Regions from separate parts of the Gossypium hirsutum genome. Here region 2 is linked to region 1. A link is a contact called in public Hi-C data. All regions are on one chromosome and are shown on one strand. Each heading gives the region's core, a stretch centred on a gene start, on an enhancer-like site or on the middle of the called end of the contact. The rest is flanking DNA. Distances are from core to core; before and after follow the strand shown. Region 1 holds the start of LOC107912795 (heterogeneous nuclear ribonucleoprotein Q). Region 2 holds the start of LOC107913013 (V-type proton ATPase subunit c2).

What was found. A called contact is a pair of places that touch in the nucleus more often than the background predicts.
Region 2: a Hi-C map of leaf shows a contact between it and region 1, with 2.8 times the contacts expected there. The contact joins the promoter of LOC107913013 here to the promoter of LOC107912795 in region 1. A contact is called at or near these places in 4 of 34 Hi-C or Micro-C datasets (callus and leaf).

Annotation. Positions count from the first base shown.
Region 1 is chrD11:20,996,168-21,002,800 of Gossypium_hirsutum_v2.1, forward strand. LOC107912795 (heterogeneous nuclear ribonucleoprotein Q) reads left to right here and starts at 4,165. Exons shown (of 11, transcript XM_041106468.1): 1 at 4,165-4,729; 2 at 4,875-5,662; 3 at 5,728-5,817; 4 at 5,896-6,138. The coding sequence starts at 4,495. LOC107911032 (GDP-mannose 4,6 dehydratase 1) reads left to right here and starts at 1,589. Exons shown (of 1, transcript XM_016838931.2): 1 at 1,589-3,060. The coding sequence starts at 1,753. The coding sequence ends at 2,874.
Region 2 is chrD11:21,132,221-21,138,853 of Gossypium_hirsutum_v2.1, forward strand. LOC107913013 (V-type proton ATPase subunit c2) reads left to right here and starts at 2,938. Exons shown (of 3, transcript XM_041106470.1): 1 at 2,938-3,208; 2 at 3,298-3,583; 3 at 4,066-4,519. The coding sequence starts at 3,130. The coding sequence ends at 4,198.

The sequences.
Region 1 (6,633 bases), core at 2,915-5,414:
AAGCATTGTATAAAAAAAAAAGAGAAAGGGAAAAAGAAAAGGAACATTAAAAAAATGTTAAAAAAATAAGGCTTAAAGGTGTAAAAAATCTTCGAACTAAAAAAAAAACAATTAAGTCACTATTTTTTTTTTTGCACCCAGTTGAATACTTGAACTTTCAATATGCATAAAAAAGACTCTCATATTTTTTAAAAAAAAATTAGGCCCCTGCTTTTTTTTGGACTCAATTGAGTACTTGAACTTTCAAAATGCACCAAAAAATTCTTCAAACTTTTTTTTAGAAAAAACAATTAAGCTCCTTTTTTTCACTCAATTGGGCACTTGAATTACCAAAATGCATAAAAAAATGTCATTTGATCGTTAATTTTAACAGTTGACCGTTAAAGTTATCTGCCTCTAGTTTTTTTCAGTTAAAGTAATCATGTGTCACAACCATGGTATTACATGTGGTAAAAAAATCAATAAAAAATTTATAAAAATGATTAAATTTTAATAAAACTATAAAAAAATATTTAAATTTTATTAAAATTAGAAAAAAATTATAAAAATTGTAAAAAATATAAAATATATAGAAATATAGAAAAAGTTATAAGATTTTATAAAGTCGTAAGAAAATTATAAAAAAATATAAAAAAATATAAAATTCGTAAAAAATTATAAAAATTATAAAATACTTCTTTTGGTACGATAATTTTTATAATTTTTATTATCGTACCATAAGAAGTATTTTATAATTTTTCTTTAACTTTAAATAAAAAAATGGGAGATGTTAACTTTAACTATTAACGATTAAAGTTAATGGTTAAATGACCTTTTTAATGTATTTTATAATTTTTTTATGATTTTTATAAAAGTTTACAATTTTTTATTATATTTATAATTTATTTCTAATTTTTAATAAGATTTAATTTTTTTATATTTTTATTAAAATTTAATAATTTTTATAAATTTTATTGATTTTTTTTATTTTTTTGTTACATATTTTGCCATGGTTTTGATACAATGTGACTTTAACTGAAAAAAATTAAAGGCAATTAACTTTAATAATCTTATTAACCATTAAAGTTAACCGTCAAAAGACATCTTTTTTGTATATTTTAATTGAATGTAAAAAAAATAGTGATTTAATTACTTTAAAAAAAATAAAAACTTTTTATATCCTTAAGTCAAAAGTAAAGATTAATTGTACAAATTAACTTAAAACTTTCGTCTAAAATAATGATATAATATACCATGTTAAACTTTTGTTACATCATTAACGATGATTAATAATTTATTGATTAAAATATAATAAATCAATAATATTATTAATAAAATTGTAAAATTTAATCATCAAAATATATTTTAAATCATACATAAAAATCTAAATTTAAGCATTTTATAGTAATCATGACCTCCATCATCATCGGTTGTGTTACGTTCAAAAGTCCATAAAATAAAATTGTTGAATTAGGAAAGAGTCCGCTCTGGTGATCAACCAATACCAGGCAGACAATTAGACAAACCCAACCAATCAAATTGCACCGCGCATTTAACTTCTCAGGGACAAATTTGTAAGTTCACAGAATATTAATGCCTTCTTCATTGACCATTTAATCCTCCGTTGTCCCCCTCCCTACACAGACTCACCCGACTCTTATAAACAACCAATTGCTTAAACGCACCACAAAGCGCTTCTTCCACTTTTTCTTTTCATCTCAAAAATTGAAATTTCACCGTCAAAGCTTTTTCCCCTCAGGTTCGAGCTCTGAAATGGCAACCGAGAATAACAGTTCCAGGGTCGGATCTGGATCCGGATCTCATACTGTCAACGGCGACGCGGCTCCTGACCGCAAGATCGCGTTGATCACTGGCATCACCGGTCAAGATGGTTCCTACCTGACCGAATTCCTCCTCAACAAAGGCTATGAAGTCCATGGCTTGATCCGCCGCTCTTCCAACTTCAATACGCAGCGTATCAACCACATCTACATTGATCCACATAACGCCCACAAGGCTCGGATGAAGCTCCATTACGCTGACCTCACCGACGCTTCCTCGCTTCGTCGCTGGCTCGATACTATTCGACCCGATGAGGTTTACAATCTGGCGGCTCAATCTCACGTGGCCGTCTCTTTTGAGATCCCTGATTATACAGCTGACGTGGTGGCTACGGGAGCTCTTCGCTTGTTGGAAGCCGTTAGGTCCCACATCGCCGCCACGGGTCGGACCCATATCAAGTACTACCAAGCTGGATCGTCCGAAATGTTCGGATCCACCCCTCCTCCGCAATCTGAACACACCCCGTTTCACCCCAGATCTCCATACGCAGCTTCCAAATGCGCCGCGCATTGGTACACTGTGAATTACAGGGAAGCTTACGGGCTTTTCGCATGCAATGGGATTCTTTTTAACCACGAGTCCCCGAGGAGAGGAGAGAATTTCGTGACCCGGAAAATCACCCGGGCCGTTGGGAGGATCAAGATTGGGTTGCAAAACAAGTTGTTTTTGGGGAACCTTCAAGCTTCGAGGGATTGGGGTTTTGCCGGGGATTACGTGGAAGCTATGTGGATGATGCTGCAACAAGAGAAGCCGGACGATTACGTGGTGGCGACGGAGGAATCGCATACGGTGGAGGAGTTTTTGCAAGTGGCATTTGGGTATGTTGGGTTGAACTGGAAAGATCATGTTGTGATTGATAAGAGGTATTTTAGGCCTGCCGAGGTGGATAACCTGAAAGGTGATTCAAGTAAGGCAAGGAAGGTTCTTGGGTGGAAACCCAAAGTTGGGTTTGAGCAATTGGTGAAGATGATGGTTGATGAAGATATCGAGTTGGCTAAGAGGGAGAAAGTACTGGTCGATGCTGGTTATATGGATGCCCAACAACAGCCTTAATTTACTGTGCCATCCAAAATTTTCTTCTTTGATGATATAGTTGGTGTTTAAGAAGAGGGTATTTATTTAAATGTTTAATTTAATTTAAGTTTTATGTATCCATTTATTTCCTAGAAGTTCCTTCATAATGATGTTACTCTGAAATATTTTCATTTTGATCAAGGATAGCCTGAAATTTGCTGTTAAGTTTGATTATGCCATGAGAATTCTGGAAATGAATCTAGATCCCATCACTTGAGTTTTGAATGTATGATGCATGTACAAGATCTGATTGAAACTTTGTGCATCTTGTGATCTGTTTTTTGTGTCACTAGATTTGATTGCTAAGTGTCAGAGCAAGACTTCGTAGTCATTGGATCATGCGGTATTTGTCCCAAGAGTTCTACATGTATGGCCTATTAAGATACTAAAAATCAAATCTTGTTACCATTGTTGTCTGCTTGTGAAGATTTTGAATGATGTCGGCAGGGGGCAACTTTTGCTTTCACGTTACAACTGCGTCACGTTCAATCCAAAAAAAAATTGTCTATAATCTGTATTCAAAACTTTGCTAGCCCAAATGTTAGTACACTTGCTGTTTTGCGTAGAAAAATAAACACGATTCTCAATGAAGAAATGAGAATTAAGGGTAAAAGAATCATGTCGATGATGAGTCAAAGCTGCGATTTGATGTCGAATTAAGGGTTAAAAATGCAATCTATGCACCGTTTTTTTTCTCATTATCTTCTGCTTACTGAACCAATAGAAGAAGCAAAGACACAAACAAGTAACTAAAAGCCTGTATTGAATGCAAAATTCAAGAAAACTTACATGCTAATCTAGTAGGACTTGAGCTGGGAATTTAAAACTCATTGTAGATGTAGAACTTCAACAATACATGGCTCCATAAAAAAAGCAGAGTAGACAGAATTTTTCCCTGTACAATACTATTGAATCCCAGTAGACTAATTTGGTAGCCTTCTCTGCAAGCTAATCTTATGTTACTCCAACTTGGTTTCGAGTATAATCTTATTTTTAATTTAATTTTTGGGTAAAGTATTGGATATTTGCATCCAACTCAAATACTTCGACCCCTTTGAATGTTCATTTCAATTTTGGGTGCCTTTTTTCAGTCTAACTTCACCACAGCAAGCTGTTTGGCAAGTGCAAAATTCATGGAATATCTCACTGCTATAACTATGTTTCAATCCAAATAAATCTCTCATTTATATTTTTAATTTCATTCACAATTATTATTGTACTTCAACGCAAATTTAAAGGAAGCCTTAGCTCCGTCGTGACGACTAGAACATTTAAAGGAAAATGTTGGAAGCTAAAAGGCTTGGTGACGGTAAGAGTCGGGTTAATGGGCAACACGACCTGGAAAAGAAATCCGGGTTGCAAAAAAGATTATACTTGCACGTGGCAGTTTCTCAGGAAACGACAGCGTTCTATCCTGATCAGTTTACAGTCGTCTTCTATTCTCACCAGAACCATGTACCTATTTGGTTCATCAAATCCATTAAAATCTTCGGTTGTTTCTTCTTTTCTCACGGTTTTTGCTCAAATTATTTAGCGTTTTCAAATTCAGTTTACGGCAAAGAAAGCTAAGCCATCTTACTTAACGACTCTATTAGAAATATGAGAATCCGGAATCAGGGTACAGCCGAACCGGCGACTACAAGAAAGACGCCGCCGACGAGGAAGTCTGCTGCGAAAAATTCATCGGGATGTACAGATGCTGCGGCGGAATCCACGGCTCTGAAAACGGCGGGAACAAAGCAGGCCTCCGCTGCTAAAGCGAAGCAAATGGAGAAAAATGAAATTTCAACTGTGATTATCGACGGCTCTGATTCTAATCTTGAAAGATCAGCAGGTTAGTAAGTACTGCTATATAATTTACAATTCGTATGCTTAGCTATATTGGTAATACTGTTTGATGATTTTGCTTTTAATGTTGGACTGTGAAATGTTTCTGTTCAAATTGATTTTCCTTTTTATGATTTTTAAATTTGAAATAGTTGAAGAAGTGAAGTCATCACCTGAAGCTACAAGACTGACACCGGAGAGCAAAGCTACACCAGGCACTAAATTAGTTTCAAAGCGAACACCTGGAAGACCTAAACGTGCTGTTTCTGCGAAAGGGAAAGCTGTCTCCGTAGTGAATTCTGAGGGAACAGCCAGTGAGAAGGTTTTGGAATCACCAAATAAGGTAGAAATGGAGCATCAAAAGGTAAAAGAAAGAGAAAAAATTGAAGAAACTGGAAAGTCCAAACTGGAGGAGGAAGTACCATGTGATGGGAACATTGAAGAGTATGTAGCTAAAGAGGATTCACTACTAGTAAGCGGGACAGATCGCAAAATTGTGGACCTTAATGTAAAAGAAGGCAGGAAAGGTAAGTTGAGTGGAGAAGATGTGCAAATGGAACAAGATAGGTATGGCAGTTTCGATGATGAGTTTGAGTACGGTGACAGAGTGGACTTTGGGGACCACGATGATGAAGTACTTGCAGATGATGATGTAGATGACCCTATTGAAGAAACTGAGGCATTGGAGGAGGAGTGCAAAGAACTAACTGCTATTGCAAAAGAACATAAAATTAAGAAAGAGTGTGAGATTTTTGTTGGTGGATTGGATCGAGATGCTGTTGAGGAGGACTTGAGACAGGTTTTTGAGAAAATTGGTGAGGTGGTTGAAGTTAGGTTGCATAAGAATCCAATAACCAACAAGAATAAGGGATATGCTTTTGTGAAATTTTCAAATAAAGAACATGCAAAGCATGCCTTGTTAGAAATGAAGAACCCGGTTGTAAGTATTAGTTATAGTATTTGCTTTGTCCATTCATCAACTGAATTTGACTTTCCAGTTCGCAGATTTGTGGGAAACGATGTGGGACGGCACCTAGTGAAGACAATGACACATTGTTTTTGGGAAATATTTGCAATACATGGACAAAAGAAGCTGTGAGCATATAATGGTATTTATTGCATGGCCATTATCTTAATTTGTATGCTTACTCTTGCTATATTCTTGTTTTACAGATCAAACAAAACCTTAAAGAATATGGTATTGAAGGAGTTGAGAATATTACTCTTGTCCCAGATGTTCAACATGAAGGGTTGAGCCGTGGTTTTGCATTTTTAGAGTTCTCTTGCCATGCCGATGCAATGCTTGCATACAAGAGACTACAAAAGCCTGATGTTGTATTTGGACACCCTGAGAGAACTGCCAAAGTAGCTTTTGCTGAACCGTTGCGGGAGCCTGATCCAGAGATAATGGCCAAGGTAAAAACTGTATTTCTTGATTCACTTCCTCCTCATTGGGATGAAGATCGTGTAAGGGAAAAACTCAAAGGTTATGGAGAGATCGTGCGAATTGTATTGGCCCGCAACATGTCAACTGCTAAGAGAAAGGACTTTGGATTTGTTGATTTCTCCACCCATAAAGCTGCTACAGCTTGTGTAGATGGTGTGAATAATAAACAGCTGGGTGATGGGAACTCAAAGGTACCATATATAGTTTGATAGTAATTTCCTTAGCCTGGCCTTCTCTAGAAAACATTTTCTTTTATATTTAGTGTTGTTGCACAAATTTTTTTCTTGTTTCCTTTTTGTTTTTTGATAAGACTGATTGTGGCATACACCTTTGTTGCACCAGTCAAGCTAGCAAAGATGCTAAGCACACTTGAAAAGGAACCCTGGAATGGTCCTTCTATGATGAATAGATGTGATTACACACCACTTGTCAGGCATACAAGTACCGTAGAATACTCATCCTTT
Region 2 (6,633 bases), core at 1,688-4,187, 130 kb after region 1:
TCGGCATCGACATAAGTGAAAGATTTTTTGCATATATTATTGATTCGTTTCTATTTACATACAAATGCATTGTTAGTGTTTCATTAACATTTAACGATAGAGTGACTAATTTGATTAAAATTTTTTAAAGCGATTAACAGAAAAAAAATTTATTTAAATTTCAACAAATTCTTTAAGCTACATATGCAACGAATGTCTAATAAATTTGCAAGTAAATTTAAGCGTAGAAAGAATGAAAGCTGAAAAATGATTAAAGTAACAATGCATGGTATGAGGAACAATATGAAGAAATATTAGAAATAAGAAGTCTTTCAGATATGTAAAGCTAGTTCTATAATTAAAGGAGCCATCCTCAATGAAATTAAAAGCAAAGCAAATAACCAATTATGGCTATGGCTGATCAACATATTGTGATGACATTTCATGAATACTTTCTTCCATTGATCTTCTCTTCTATATATTATATATAACATTCACTATAAGAGAAAAAAACTAGTGGATGGTACAACAAAATTTTGAGTAAACTATACACATGGTCATTCAACTATGTCTGTGTTCTTGTTTTAGTCACTCAATTTTAAAAATTTTCAATTTAGATATTAACATTTGAATTCGTTCCTGTTTTGATCGTCCATGGTTAAATTGATAAAGAAAAGTCTTTTTTCTAAATGGTATAATAACTCATTTAGTCATCAATACTTATATATTATATCAGTTTAATCCTAATTATAAATAATTCAATAAATTAAACCCTTCACATTTTCAAATTTTATTAATTTGATCTTCAAACTTTCTAAGCTTTTAAAACAAAGGCATTCTACATCTATTAATTGTTTTATTTATGGTTGAAATTCTAATAGCCCTTTTTGTTTATATTTTTAGGAAGTTAAGAGTTATAAATTAACTAAAAACTATTAAAATTAATAGAAAATGTAAATTTTAAAAATATAATATATAATAAAAATATATAAATAATTTAATATTTGTAAAGAAATATTTTTTTATTCTGACTAGCATAATTTTAGTTTTTTTATTAATTTGGTAAATGATTTAACACTAAATCACAGGCACATATGGCTTACTGTGGGTTTAAAAATTTAAAAACAATTAATTAAAAATAAATAGAACACATAATAATCTATTAATCGGTTTATAAAATTAAAAAAAACATTATGAATGTAACAAAAGAAAATTCATAATTGTTTTACATTTTTTTTTCTTATGAAAAACTAAATGTTCATATTTGTTTTTATATAATTATTGATTGAACAATTGGATTTTTTAAAGTTATATTTTTTAACATTGATATTTGCTTCAAGGTACATAAAATATCATACTCTTAATAACAAGAGTAACTCTAAAGTGTTTTTTTTTAAGGTTTTTCCTTTTTTTTTAAGCCAAAATTTTATCAATCAAATGGTTAGAAACAGCTTGCTAGTTGAGATTTTTTTTTCTTTTTTGGGTTTAACAAATTTATAAATTTGAAATGCCTCTGATTTAAAAGTTAAAAGCTTTAGTTAGGAAGTTTGATGATCAATTTGATAGGATTTGTAAATATGAAGGATTAAATTTATTGAATTATTTAGAATTAAGAATAAATTGATAAAATATGTGAGTAGTGAGGATCAAATGTGTTATTATATTAGTTAAAAAAAATTTAGCAAGTGACTAAAATAAAAATAAATTCAGTGCCTAAATTACAAAAAAATTAAATTAATCAAAACAAAAAGGGAATATAGTTGCATAACCTGTTGACCCTAAAATCTTTGACACATGGGAAGGTTTTCTCTACGTCACTCGCTATATATAATTATTTCACCATTGATCCATCATATCATGACTCTTTCCAAAGTGAACGTGTGTGGCTCTTACCGTGGCTTGTGGTAGAAACCCATTTACATTTTTCATCAAAGTAAAATCATTCCCATCTTCATCATAACATTTTTGTTCAGTAAGTACGATTAATGAAACTGAGAATGCTAAAGTCGATCTTTCTTTAGTGATCTACAAGCTTTACGAAATACATCAATGATGTAAGATGACCATCTTTCTTTTTATCCAAACCTTAATCACAATGCATTAGATGTTAAGCATTCGTGCACCTTTCGCTCTAATCCAATAAGCTTCAAGGTTGTTGGGAGAAATAAAAGTTTAGTTCCCTTTTTTTTTTGTCAATCAACTTGCATTGCATTGCATGAGTTTTTCTCTTATGCATTCTTTTGTTGGAAATTGTTCCTTGTAAAATTATTTGCCATATTGTTGGTGGAGATGATTTAATCTCTGTGAGCAAAGTTTGAAAACTAACATATGTTTGGGACATGCTGCAGTTTCTAATTTCGGTTGTGAAGTTAAAAATCTCCACATCTTTAAACTCCATAAGAAAAACTAAAAGCTCTCACAAAAAAAAAAAAAGAGAGAAATGGTTAAAATATACTATGAGTCCCTATATTTTTTTTTGGAGATTTAGAATTCAAGTTTTCTATTTTTTCTATTTTAAAATTTCAAAATTTTGATCCAATGGTCAACCTCATTAAACCTTTTTCTATCAAATTCATAGGTTTGACATTTTGGAAAAAAAATACTCACTTGATAGACATTCAACAAGAAAAATATGTTGTAATGAACCTGAATTTAAGAGAAGAGTTTTAAGGGTAGAGTGACTAAGTTCCTTGAAATAAAAGTAGGAGGACTAAATTCTAAATGAATGAAGAGTACAGGGAGCTAAAGCACATTTTAACCGAAAGAAAAATTGGGTAACCTATATATATTTTCGAGAGCCACTTGTGATTTTGGGCTATCAAAGATTCCTAGCCCTAATTATTAATGTCCAATTAAAGACCCCCAATCCAATATTACAGCATAACACATGAGCCCAAAACATGTCTCCAACAAAAAATTTGTCCCAAATGAGGCACACGTTTTACGTAATGCCAAAATCTGCCAATTGTATGGCGAAAGCTCGATCACGTTCACGTGGGATCCACTCAGAAATTTCCCAGTTCCTTCTTCAGTTCATTATCTCTCTTGTCTCTCCCTTTCATTTCATCACTCACGAAATCCAGCGATCAAGGTTTCCCCAAACTCCCTTCAAATCCTCGTCTCAACAATTTTTGTTTAAAGCCTAGTAAAATGGCGTCCACATTTAGCGGTGATGAAACTGCTCCTTTCTTCGGCTTCCTCGGAGCCGCTGCTGCCCTCGTTTTCTCCTGTAAGATGCTAACCCTAACTCCTCCCAGAAGAATCGATTTTTGATCGGTGCTGATCCTTTCTAATTGGGTTTTCTTTTTGTTTTTACAGGTATGGGTGCTGCGTACGGGACGGCGAAGAGCGGTGTCGGGGTGGCGTCGATGGGAGTGATGAGGCCGGAGTTGGTGATGAAATCGATCGTGCCCGTTGTTATGGCCGGAGTTTTAGGTATTTATGGGTTGATTATTGCGGTTATTATCAGCACTGGGATTAACCCAAAGGCCAAATCTTACTACCTTTTCGATGGCTATGCTCATCTTTCCTCTGGTCTCGCTTGTGGCCTCGCCGGTCTCTCTGCCGGTATGGCTATTGGAATCGTTGGCGATGCTGGAGTTAGGTACTGTTATCTTATTTATTTTATTTATCTTCATTTTCAGCACTATATAAATTGGATTCAGATTTCGTTCTTTGTTGTCGTGTTTGTAGATTTTTCTGACTGATAATAGTAGTTAAAGTAATTTAACTCAGGGGATAGTAAAATCCATAATTAGATCAAATTAGTATTCTAGAATGGGATTTTGTTTTAAGATTTCGCTTATAACGGATGCACTCTGATCATACGGTTGCCTGATAAAGATGTATTCGCCAACTGTTCTAGTTGGAATATCACTGGCTATACAAAGTATTGGTCATTTTGATTCAATCAAGCATTGAGAAAAAGGGAAGGGGTAGTAAAAACAAAGTAGGATATGGTATTTCGACGAATGAACCTCATAATCAGCTTGCTGTATGGTTATAAATTGCATTCAATTTACCACGATGATAATTCTTTTGCATTTGTTAGAATGTGGCGTGTTTGAATTTATATTTTATGTGCAGAGCCAATGCCCAACAACCAAAGCTTTTTGTTGGAATGATTCTTATTCTCATTTTTGCTGAGGCTTTGGCTCTCTATGGACTCATTGTCGGTATCATCCTCTCTTCCCGGGCTGGTCAATCCCGGGCAGAATAGAGTGCAAAGTTCCGAGACTTGGGTCATTGCTAGTAGGCTTCACTTGGTTGTTTCGTCTCCAATTCTTGCCGCTGGAGCAGTATGAAACATTTGTCAAGTTGTTCTTTCGATCTCATTCATGAATTTTCTTTTCAATGGTTCTCTGCTGTTTGTATGATTAGAAGACGGATTCCGTTTGAAATAAAATCTTGTTTTACATTACATTTTTTTTTTTCAGATCTAGTGTTGTAATATGCAAGTTCAACACAATGTAGACACCATTTAGTTTAAAACTGGTTTTTCTTATATATATACAATTTGTTATGTGTTTTAATGAGTTAATGTCTTTCTCGATAAAGAAATTACAGAAATTTCCTTTCATAATTAAAATAAGTTATACCATTTGAGGAGATTTTAGTCTTTTCATGTTAACAAAAATGAATTAAAATATACAGATGGTGGAATTTGAACTCGCGTCAATACCAGAGTGTAACTTGACACTAATTCATAATTAATGATAAATAATTGTAGTGGATTTAGTATTATAAATACGATGTGTTTATATTGCTAATTTCATATGTTATTATGATTGATTAGTTTCAAACCATACTTTTAATTTGTTATTGTATGTTATTTTTAAACATATGTCTCTGTTCAAATTCCTGGTTGATAGGATTTCTAGTATTTATAGCATGTCTGTAAATGTGTATGACTCAAGTATTAAAAGCGAATTTATATCTATAGAATATATTTTTTGCTCTATAGGCAGTAAATAGGGGTAGTTTACAAAACTTAGGTAGCATGGGGTGTTTTTTAATGTTATGAATTCTTGGAATGTGAATGATGGGAAAGTTACTTTATAATGTTTGACATACATTGGAATGTGTTGATTAAAATCCTAGAAAATCTACATTATTATGTTTAATTCACTAAATACTTTTATGAGAATGTAAATATAATTTACAATTTTACTTTTATTAAATAAAAATAATATTCATGTATTTAATTTTTTACGATAAACTTTATTAGTAAGAAAATTTATGGATTAAATATTTAATAATGTTTTAATTGATAAATTTTAAAAATTATTATTTTTAAATATTTAATAATGTTTCAAATAATTTTATTTGAAAATAAAACCATTTCAAATTTATCTTGCATAAATTTTATAAATATAAAAAATTAAAAAAAAATCCTTTGGAAGAATTAGTTAAAGTAACAAGAGAGTTGATAGGAAAATGAGAGAATAACTTGATGGTTTTATTTACTTGGGTTGGAGGGCCGAGAGAATGAAGGTGCAAAAAGAAAGAGTATTTTGTTATTTAATAGATTAATTTTACCCAACTCACATGGAAAAGCAACTTTCACACATTTTATTACATGTTCCATGGAAAAGAGATTCCGAAGAAAAATAATAATAATAAATGCAAAGGCATTAAAAAATATTATTTTCCCTTATAGCAAACTCTACTCTAATGTATAAGAGTTCTCAAAACTTAGGGTTAAAATCACTGTGAGAGTTGTAAAATAAATAGGATATTTTAAATTAATTTACTGAATCATCAAGTTGGAAAAAGTCCTTGGCATAATTTATGGGGTCATAACTAAAAAAAGATTTTTTAGGGTATTTTGGCATTTCAAATTAAAGTAATTTAGGTAATGATTAATTTAAAATATTTTACATAACTAGCTTCTTTTTATCTCTAGGTAATAATTAGGTTTTTCTGTTTATACATGCAATGCATGTGTAAATTAAAATATATTTATATATTTTATATTTTTAGTAAATTTTATGAATAAATTTTGTAATTGTATTTATTAACAATATTCTTAATTATTTAAAATATTTCTATTATGTTTTAAAATTTTTAATAGTATTTTTATTTTTTTTAAAACCTGTAAAGCAAATATTTTAATTTTAATTTTAATTTTAATTTTTTAAGTGTTATAATATGTGTTTTAAAAATAGTTTTAGAACTATTTTCAACTTTTTAATTTTTTAAAGTTGATTGCTATTTTTATTTTGCATTTCCACAAGTAGTTTATATTAGTTTAAAGAATTATTTACTTTGAAATTTAATTAATTTATAAATTTAATGTTATTTTAAAATTATGTTTTTTAATTTCTTTATGGTTTTTATAACATATTAAAATACATTTAACAATATTTTTATATCCATTTTTTTAAATTTATAATGTTATGATTTTAATATTTACATAAATATTTTAATCATGTTTATAGATTTTAATAATAATTTTAGTTTAAAAATATACTTCATTAACAAATATTTACATATATACATGTTTTGATGCCACTCAATGGGCAAATTATATCAAGAATTATATAATTTCCTGATTTTTCTTAATCAAGAAAATGCCCTTTAATTTCCATAACTTCATGTTTGTTATTAGATCTAAGGTAAGTCTTGTCTCTTCTCTTCTCATATTAATCAAAC